Regions from separate parts of the Mus musculus genome. Here region 1 is linked to region 2. Evidence: chromatin contacts called from public Hi-C data. All regions are on one chromosome and are shown on one strand. Each heading gives the region's core, a stretch centred on a gene start, on an enhancer-like site or on the middle of the called end of the contact. The rest is flanking DNA. Distances are from core to core; before and after follow the strand shown.

Evidence for each region. A called contact is a pair of places that touch in the nucleus more often than the background predicts.
Region 1: a contact with region 2 is called in a Hi-C map of embryonic stem cells, with 2.5 times the contacts expected there. The contact joins the promoter of Cul7 here to the promoter of Slc22a7 in region 2. A contact is called at or near these places in 3 of 39 promoter capture datasets (the 3T3-L1 cell line, frontonasal cranial neural crest and hippocampal neurons), 1 of 484 Hi-C or Micro-C datasets (embryonic stem cells), 2 of 115 datasets of contacts at active chromatin or transcription factors (embryonic stem cells and hepatocytes) and 2 of 9 other capture datasets (adipose tissue and pancreatic islet).

What each region holds. Positions count from the first base shown.
Region 1 is chr17:46,648,479-46,652,415 of GRCm38.p6, reverse strand. It overlaps Cul7 (cullin 7), which reads right to left and starts at 2,078. Exons shown (of 26, transcript NM_025611.5): 1 at 1,701-2,078; 2 at 398-979. The coding sequence starts at 971. It overlaps Mrpl2 (mitochondrial ribosomal protein L2), which reads right to left. Exons shown (of 7, transcript NM_025302.4): 4 at 3,829-3,937; 5 at 3,647-3,757; 6 at 3,308-3,381; 7 at 2,284-2,532. The coding sequence ends at 2,320.
Region 2 is chr17:46,436,887-46,440,822 of GRCm38.p6, reverse strand. It overlaps Slc22a7 (solute carrier family 22 (organic anion transporter), member 7), which reads left to right and starts at 2,346. Exons shown (of 10, transcript NM_144856.2): 1 at 2,346-2,826; 2 at 3,397-3,500; 3 at 3,590-3,744; 4 at 3,846-3,936. The coding sequence starts at 2,434. It overlaps Gm36541 (a long non-coding RNA gene), which reads right to left and starts at 3,772. Exons shown (of 3, transcript XR_385613.3): 1 at 3,381-3,772; 2 at 3,128-3,164; 3 at 2,743-3,044. It also overlaps the pseudogene Gm5093.

The DNA of each region.
Region 1 (3,937 bases), core at 829-3,328, 210 kb before region 2:
CTTCCAGGGATCTCTCCTAGCTTTCTACTCACTACCAATCCTTTGCCAGCACTCGCTGGGAATGACATATTTTGTTGATTTGCTTCAAGAGCCAACGTTTACTATCACACACACACACACACACACACACTGCAACAGTCTAAGCTCTTCTGCATAAAAAGCTAATGGGTTAATATGTTCTTGCTTATGCAGTCTTTCCCCCCTCCGTCCCATCCCCTTCCACAACAAACATTCTCCCTACCCCGCCCCCTCTTTTTTTCTTCCAACTTAAAAGTGAACAACAACTGAGCCATTCCGTACTGATGAGGTCAGAAGGTCCTGTCCCAGTGTCCTCTGAATCCCTGAGCCGACCCAGACCCTCTCCTGTTCTCCCTCCCCCACCACAAATGTCCCTCACCAGCATCGTGGGAGGACAGAGCTTGGATCATCCGGCCTGCGCTCCAGCGGATCTGATAATCAGGACTGCTCAACATGTGCATGAGCAAGTTCACAACCCTGCGGTCTTTGAAGATGCCAGTGAGGGGCTCGATGCTGGCATAGGCACTGAGTACATGGACCGTGTGAAGGAGAGGGGCAGGAGGCACGGTGCCCACGCACTCCTCCAGCTGCCGAAGGGCCCTCTGAATCAAGGACTTCACATCTGTTTCCATCTCCCCCAGCACAGACTTGTCGAGGGCCCCTGCCTCAGTGGACTCCCGGGAAGGTGCGATGACTTGGCCATTCTCGCCCAGCATCTTGTGGCAGTTGGCATAGATCTCATCGTCAGACATCCATAACAGGATATGCTCAGCCTTGCAGTCCACTGTAGAGTCCCGGTCCCCATCATCCCCGCGCCTGAGGATGAGCCAGCGGATCTGATACTCGGGGTGCCCATTATGGCCAACCCGTTGGCGGATCAATTCATCCGGATACGCGTGCAAGCCAGGCCCCAGGGGCACCCTGAATTCCCTGTATCGTAGCTCCCCTACCATCGTGGCACCTGAGACACACAAGGAAGAGAGAAAAGGCAAGCTAGAGTGAGAGGGAGGTCAGAAAACAAGGGCATCCAGGAGTTGGAGGAGCGAAAGCAGCAACAGCTGTTATTCTGGGTGGGGTAAAGTTGGGCCTGCTTCGGCCGGTGAGACCTGGACTGGACAGAAGAACATTGCGGAGTTTGTTATTCAAGAGCAAAATATTGGAGCTAAGAGGTCTCTAAGGCTCGCAGCCTCGAGTGGGTTTGGTTCGGAACACCCGGAAGGGCAGTGGCATAGAGCAGTGTTGGATTTACAAATGAAGCCCAAGGTCCTGGGACAGATAAAAGTAATTTAGGGAAACGGGTGTGTGGGGGCCCAGAACTGTGTCGGAGGGGGATGCGGTCTCTAAATTGAAGCACTGGATTGTGAGGCCCAAAGGAAAGGGCACAGAAATGGCCATCAGCAAAGCACGATGGGCTGGGAGAAGGGGAAGGTATGGGAGACATCCATGACCAGAGGCGCGAGGCCGGGAGAAGGGTGCATCAGGGGTCCGATGGATAAGCGGCGCGAGGCTTGGTGGATGGGAATCAAGACCCGAGAAGGTCCGGAAAGGGCGTGGTGGGATAGGATGGGGAGGTAGGCCCAGTAAAGGATAGTCCCGAAGCACGGTTGGGAAGGAGACGCGAGGCTCCGCGGTCGATCGGAAGCCCAGAATAGGGGCAGGGGCTGCGGTGGGGCTCTGGCCACCTCAGAAGTCCGCCGGGATCCTGGCGCGAGGCCTGTCCTTTGCAGAGCTAGGGACGCGCGGAACACGATGGCGGCTGCGGCGCTGGCGAGTGTTTGGGCCCCGCCTGGGCCCCCTGAAGGGGTCTAGGCGCAGAGGAGGGGGCGTGCCTCTGCAGGAGACAGGCGGGCAGAGGGCGTGACCAGCAGAGGCCTCCGAGGCGCGCCGGCGCACTGCCTGCTGCAGGGTGGAGCCTAGTCCTGGCTGGTGCTCCAGGCGCTCCGAGGCTCCGCCGCCTGCTCCAGCCACCGCTCGCTTCCGCCTGATTTAGCGGAAAGCTGGGGGCCGGGGGCCATCAGCGGGCGGAGTAGCGGGTGCCACCTGGACGACGCAGCCCTCCAGTCCTGCACCGCCCTTTCCTCTTCCTCTTAGTCCTCCTTCCTGCTGCCGGAAGTGCCTTCCCATTTCCCAAAGCCAGAACTGGATAGGACCTTGGAGGTCATTTCTGCCCCCTCCCCATCCGTTTTTCCATCCTCTTCCCTCTATCCCTGTTTACTTCTTGTCCATTCTGTACCGCGCCCTCCCAAGTGAAAAGGTAGTAAGAGATAAAAACAAGAGACATTTTATTAGAGTCCAGGGCAATCAGTTTTGGGCAGCAGCGGAGGGCAGCTTCACATAACTCTTCATGGGTGGTAGTGGCCGAATCTTTCGGCCGGCCCAGCCTCCCTTGCGTTGCCACAGCCCACTGTTAGGCCTCTTGCCCAGCCAGCGGTTCCTTCCTGCCTTGCCGATGACCCGCTGGTTATGGTTAACGTTGGATACTCGGCCTACAGTTGCAGTGCATGACTCCAGCACCTGACAAGAGAAGCAGACAAGAACGCACCGGTGGGGACACGAGGCTGGCAGGGCAGTGTTGGGAACACTACTCTGGGTGACTTCTTACACTCAATGAGGGACGGGAGAAGGGAGAAACACAAAACATTAGAATATAAACGTGGGTCCAACAATGAATTAAAAGTTAAGGAAAAGACTCCCCATATCTATGTTTGTGTCTGTGGTTTTCTTTTGGAGTCAGGGTCTGGGAAGGTATGTAGTCTTGGCTGACCTGGCACTGCACCAAGACACCCCTGCCTCTGACTCTTGAGAGATGGGATTAAAAGCCAGTTCCAACCTGGTGGTTCAACCTACGTCTTTTTCTGGTTTTTTGAGAAAGCCTAGGTGGCTTGCTTCTTTTGCCTCAGTGTCTGGGATGCTGGGGTTACAGACACGGATGGCCCGGCCTGGCTGGGAAGGGCATCTCGACTCTAAAGTTCCAGCCTGATATGGCATGCTTAGTCAGGTAGCAGAAACAGAGCAGACACAGAGGGAGGCACTGCCTGGCATCATAAACACTTGGGAGACACTGAGGGACATTCTAAAACTTCCTTCTCTTTTTCTTTTTGTTTTTTGAGGTAGGGTTTCTCTGTGTAGCCCTGGCTGTCCTGGAACTCACTCTGTAGACCAAGCTGGCCTTGAACTCAGAAATCCACCTGCCTCTGCCTCCCAAGTGCTGGGATTAAAGGCATGCGTCACCACTGCCCGGCCAAAACTTCCTTCTTTGCTGACCCCTCCCATCTGTGCCCATACACACCTGCATTTGCCTCTTCGAGGGCAGCTGGATAATGGCTGTCCCGTTCACCTTCCGAAGCAGCACACCGCATGTCCCTGGGGAAGGGGAAACAGCTTGGCCACCTTCCACAAATCAGAGGGAGGTTTCCATGGGGATCTGAGGCCACATGCCACCCTTCCTTTGCCCTTGGGGGGGCACATGAAACACAGAAGATCATACACTATGATCTAGGCTAAAACAAAGCACAGATTGATCCTCTCATTGTTTGTTTCTTCCTGTCCTGGAACAGATGTGAGTCTAAAGGGTTCCCAGAATAGTGCTATCCCAATTGTGGGATGTGTGTAGCTTTTGTGCCCATACCTGCAGCTCGGATATACTGGGCTCCCCGGCCAGGCTCGCTCTCTACGTTGTTGATGAGGGTCCCCACAGGCAGCGCCCCAAGTGGATGTGCATCCCCCTCCTGGGCGGCCACTAGAAAACAGGATCTCATCAGCACAAGACCCAGCCACCTCCACCCCACACATCCACCAGCCATCCCTCACCTGCCATCCTGCCTATGTGATTAGAGTTCAGGATTGTATCTCCAGCCTTCATGTTTTCCGTGGCAATGATCCAGCGCTTCCGGCTACCCCCAGCAACCAGAGCTATGTC
Region 2 (3,936 bases), core at 1,097-3,596:
GATAAAAGACAACCCCCGTGCACGACTCTGACCATCGGGAGATGACTTGGGAATGGCTTGGTATGTACCGTCACAGACCTTTTTTATGTTTATAATAATGCCTCTCTCTCTCTCTGTCCATATATATTTCTTATAAATAAAAGAGGAGCATATTATGCCTACTGTTCAGAAATGTGGCTTTTGTTATTCTTTTCAGTTTTTCAAGACAGGGTTTCTTTGTGTAGCTGTGCTGTGGCTGTCCTGGAACTCACTCTGTAGACCAGGCTGGTCTCGAACTCACAGAGATCTACCTGCCTCTGCCTCCCTCGTTCTAGGATTAAAGACATGCACCACCACTGCCCAGCTCAGAAATGTGACTTTTATTCCCAACAGTATGCACTGAAATACAGATCCACCCCACCCCGAGTGCCAGGATCAAATCCAGAATCTGTGCATTCCAGGGATGTGCACTCTTCCTGAGCAGTCTCCAGCTCCCCTCCATTTCAAAACTGTTCGTATTAATCTATAAAATATATAAGTACACACATTTATATGTTAATTATTCAGTACATAAATGTATGCCATGTACAAATTTCAGAAGCCAATTCTCTCCTTCTACCACACGAGTCCTGAGAATTTATAACCTCAGGTGACCATTCTCTGCAAGTGCCTGTACCATCTGAGCCATCTTCCCTGCCCCTCCTCCACCTTTTAAAAGTTATTTTGTGCTTCCTGTTCTCCACCATGGCGCAAGATCAAGGGGAAAAGGAGAACCCCTTGCGGGAACCGCGCATCCGCAAGCTCTGCCTCAATATCTGCGGAGACAGACTGACCCGGGCAGCCAAGGTGTTGGAGCAGCTCACAGGCCAGACCCCGGTGTTCTCCAAAGCTAGATACACTGTCAGGTCCTTTGGCATCCGGAGAAATGAGAAGATTGCCGTTCACTGCACAGTCCGCGGAGCCAAGGCAGAGGAAATTCTGGAGAAAGGTCTGAAGGTGCGGGAGTATGAGTTGTGGAAAAATAACTTCTCGGATACTGGAAACTTTGGTTTTGGACTTCAGGAACACATTGACCTGGGCATCAAATACGACCCAAGCATTGGGATCTACGGCCTGGACTTCTATGAGGTACTGGGTAGGCCAGGGTTCAGCATCGCAGACAAGAAGCGCAGAACAGGCTGCATTGGGGCCAAACACAGAATCAGCAAGGAGGAGGCCACGCGCTGGTTCCAGCAGAAGTACGATGGGATCATCCTTCCTGGAAAATCAACTTTTTCCAAAAAGCCAATAAAATTTTCTCAGAAATGCAAAAAAAAAAAAAGTTATTTTGTTGTTCTATAATTTATGCAACTGTTACATAATTTTCAACTCAAATTATACAACTCAGCATGACGGCACCGGCACCACAATCAGTTGTAGAGCGAACCTTCTGGTCATCCACAGAGACGCCCCTCCCCACCAATCACCATGCACTCATTTGCTGGCACTTAGCCCCGCAGAAGCCTCGGGCCTTCCCTAACCTTCCAGGTTCTTCTTTGCAACCCTGGGAAACGTCATCCAGGATGCTCTTAAAGAGGCAGACTGGACTGCAGATGAAAATTCCTGGGCTGGAGAGATGGCTCAGCGGTTAAGAGCACCGACTGCTCTTCCGAAGGCCCTGAGTTCCATTCCCAGCAACCACATGGTGGCTCACAACCATCCATAACAAGATCTGGTGCCCTCTTCTGGAGTGTCTGAAAGATAGCTACAGTGTATTTACATATAATAAATAAATAAATCTTTTTAAAAAAAAAAAAAAGAAAGAAAGAAAGAAAAAAGAAAATTCCTGAGACCCCCACACAGGGCCAGCACAGTCTCAGAGGTCACCTCAGAGGTCACTTAGGTTAGGGCGTCCATTCCAGACATGGCCAAGGGCTATGGGGAAAGTTTGGGGTTTATCAGAGGCTCCCTTACCCAAGGGGAGTCCAGCCCTCATCCTGAGTCCTGGGCTGTGAGTCAAACTGTGCTGTGCTTGCAAATAGACAAGGCTGGCTGACCTAAAGTTTCACAGGACAAAGGCTACCCAGGACAGCAGGCACTATACCCAGGGGACCTGTTTACCTTACATAGCCCTGAAGGTCTAATCAGTAGCTCAGGCCTCACTCAATCCACACCTGGCTGCCCTCCTATGCCAGCCCTTGGCTCTGCTACCTGTTCTCTGAGCTCCAATGTGTAAAGGCCAGAGTACACCAGGACCTCTGAGGAATGGTGGCCTTTCCCCTTAGGTAGGATCCATTGATGTGTAGATGATGTGGGAGGGCCCAGGTCTGGGCCAGCCTCTGGGGGGCTGGATTCTGGCTACAGACTCTGCACTCATCAGTACAACTATTCCCACCTCCAGAGTCCAAGGGCACATGTAGCAAGCAGGTTGACCGATCCTAGGTACTATAGAGGCACACCTGGTGGGTGGAGGGCATGGGCTTCGAAGAGCTGCTGCACAAGGTGGGTGGCTTTGGGCCTTTCCAACTGCGGAATCTGGTGCTGCTGGCCCTGCCCCGATTCCTGCTCCCGATGCATTTTCTCCTGCCCATCTTCATGGCTGCTGTGCCTGCCCATCATTGTGCCCTGCCTGATGCCCCAGCCAACCTCAGTCACCAGGACTTGTGGCTGAAAACCCATCTACCCCGGGAGACTGACGGCAGCTTTAGTTCCTGCCTCCGCTTTGCCTATCCCCAGGCTCTTCCCAATGTCACCTTGGGAACAGAGGTGTACAACTCTGGGGAGCCTGAGGGTGAGCCCCTCACAGTGCCCTGCTCCCAGGGCTGGGAGTACGACCGCTCAGAATTCTCTTCCACCATTGCAACTGAGGTACCCAAGCCCAGAGGGTGCGGGATATGTGAGTGGGTTGAGCCAGCCATTACCTTGGGGGCAGGGGACCGGAGAGAACCTTCTTGCACTCTAAGGACTTTCATTCCCGTGTGGAGACCAGCCTGTAGCTTTAAAGCTGGGTTCAGTTCGTTTACTATAATTTACCCAAGGGCTAAGGCAGCTCCAGGGAGTTGGAACAGAGGCTGAAAAGGACATCTCTGTAGTAAAAGATAGAGAAACTGTGGAAGCCTCCATCCTTTTCTCCCCTCTGCCTCATTCCTGTCCCAGGTCTGAGATTTACCTGAGTCATCCCGAGAGGAAGGGTGGGTGGAGTCTCCCTGCGGAGAGACAACAGGATTCCTTGGTGGCCGTGATGGACCTCTGTGGGAAAGCACTGAGCTCTAGGACTAGGGAGAGGCAAAGTCTTCCCTTTCTAGTGCTGAGGTTGATAGCTAGGGATGGGGGAATCTTCTGAAACGGTCAGGGCTGCCTGGGAGTCTGGAGAGGAGGGACATCGTGGCTGGAGAGGGGCTCTTACAGATCCGACAACTTACCCGCCTGTCTCTGCAGTGGGATCTGGTGTGTCAGCAGAGAGGCCTGAACAAAGTTACATCCACGTGCTTCTTCATCGGCGTGCTGCTGGGGGCTGTGGTGTACGGATACTTGTCTGACAGGTGAAATAAGGGACCGGTGTTGGGGACAGGCCTCATCACCTGTATCTGGGCATCCCTGTGGGGACCTGACCTCGCATGGCCCTTGGCAGGTTTGGCCGGCGCCGGCTTCTGCTGGTGGCCTACGTGAGCACCCTGGCGCTGGGCCTGATGTCTGCAGCCTCGGTCAACTACATCATGTTTGTCACCACCCGCATGCTCACCGGCTCAGCCCTGGCTGGTTTTACCATCATTGTACTTCCGTTGGGTGAGGCGAGGCCTGGAGGGAGGCTGCGGGGGTGGGGTGGGGTGGGGGGGTGGAGGAAGATGGGTCCATTTGGCCCCTGCTAATGGTCTCTCTGTCCCCAGAGTTAGAGTGGCTGGATGTGGAGCACCGCACTGTGGCTGGGGTCATCAGCACCACCTTCTGGACAGGAGGGGTGCTGCTGCTGACCCTGGT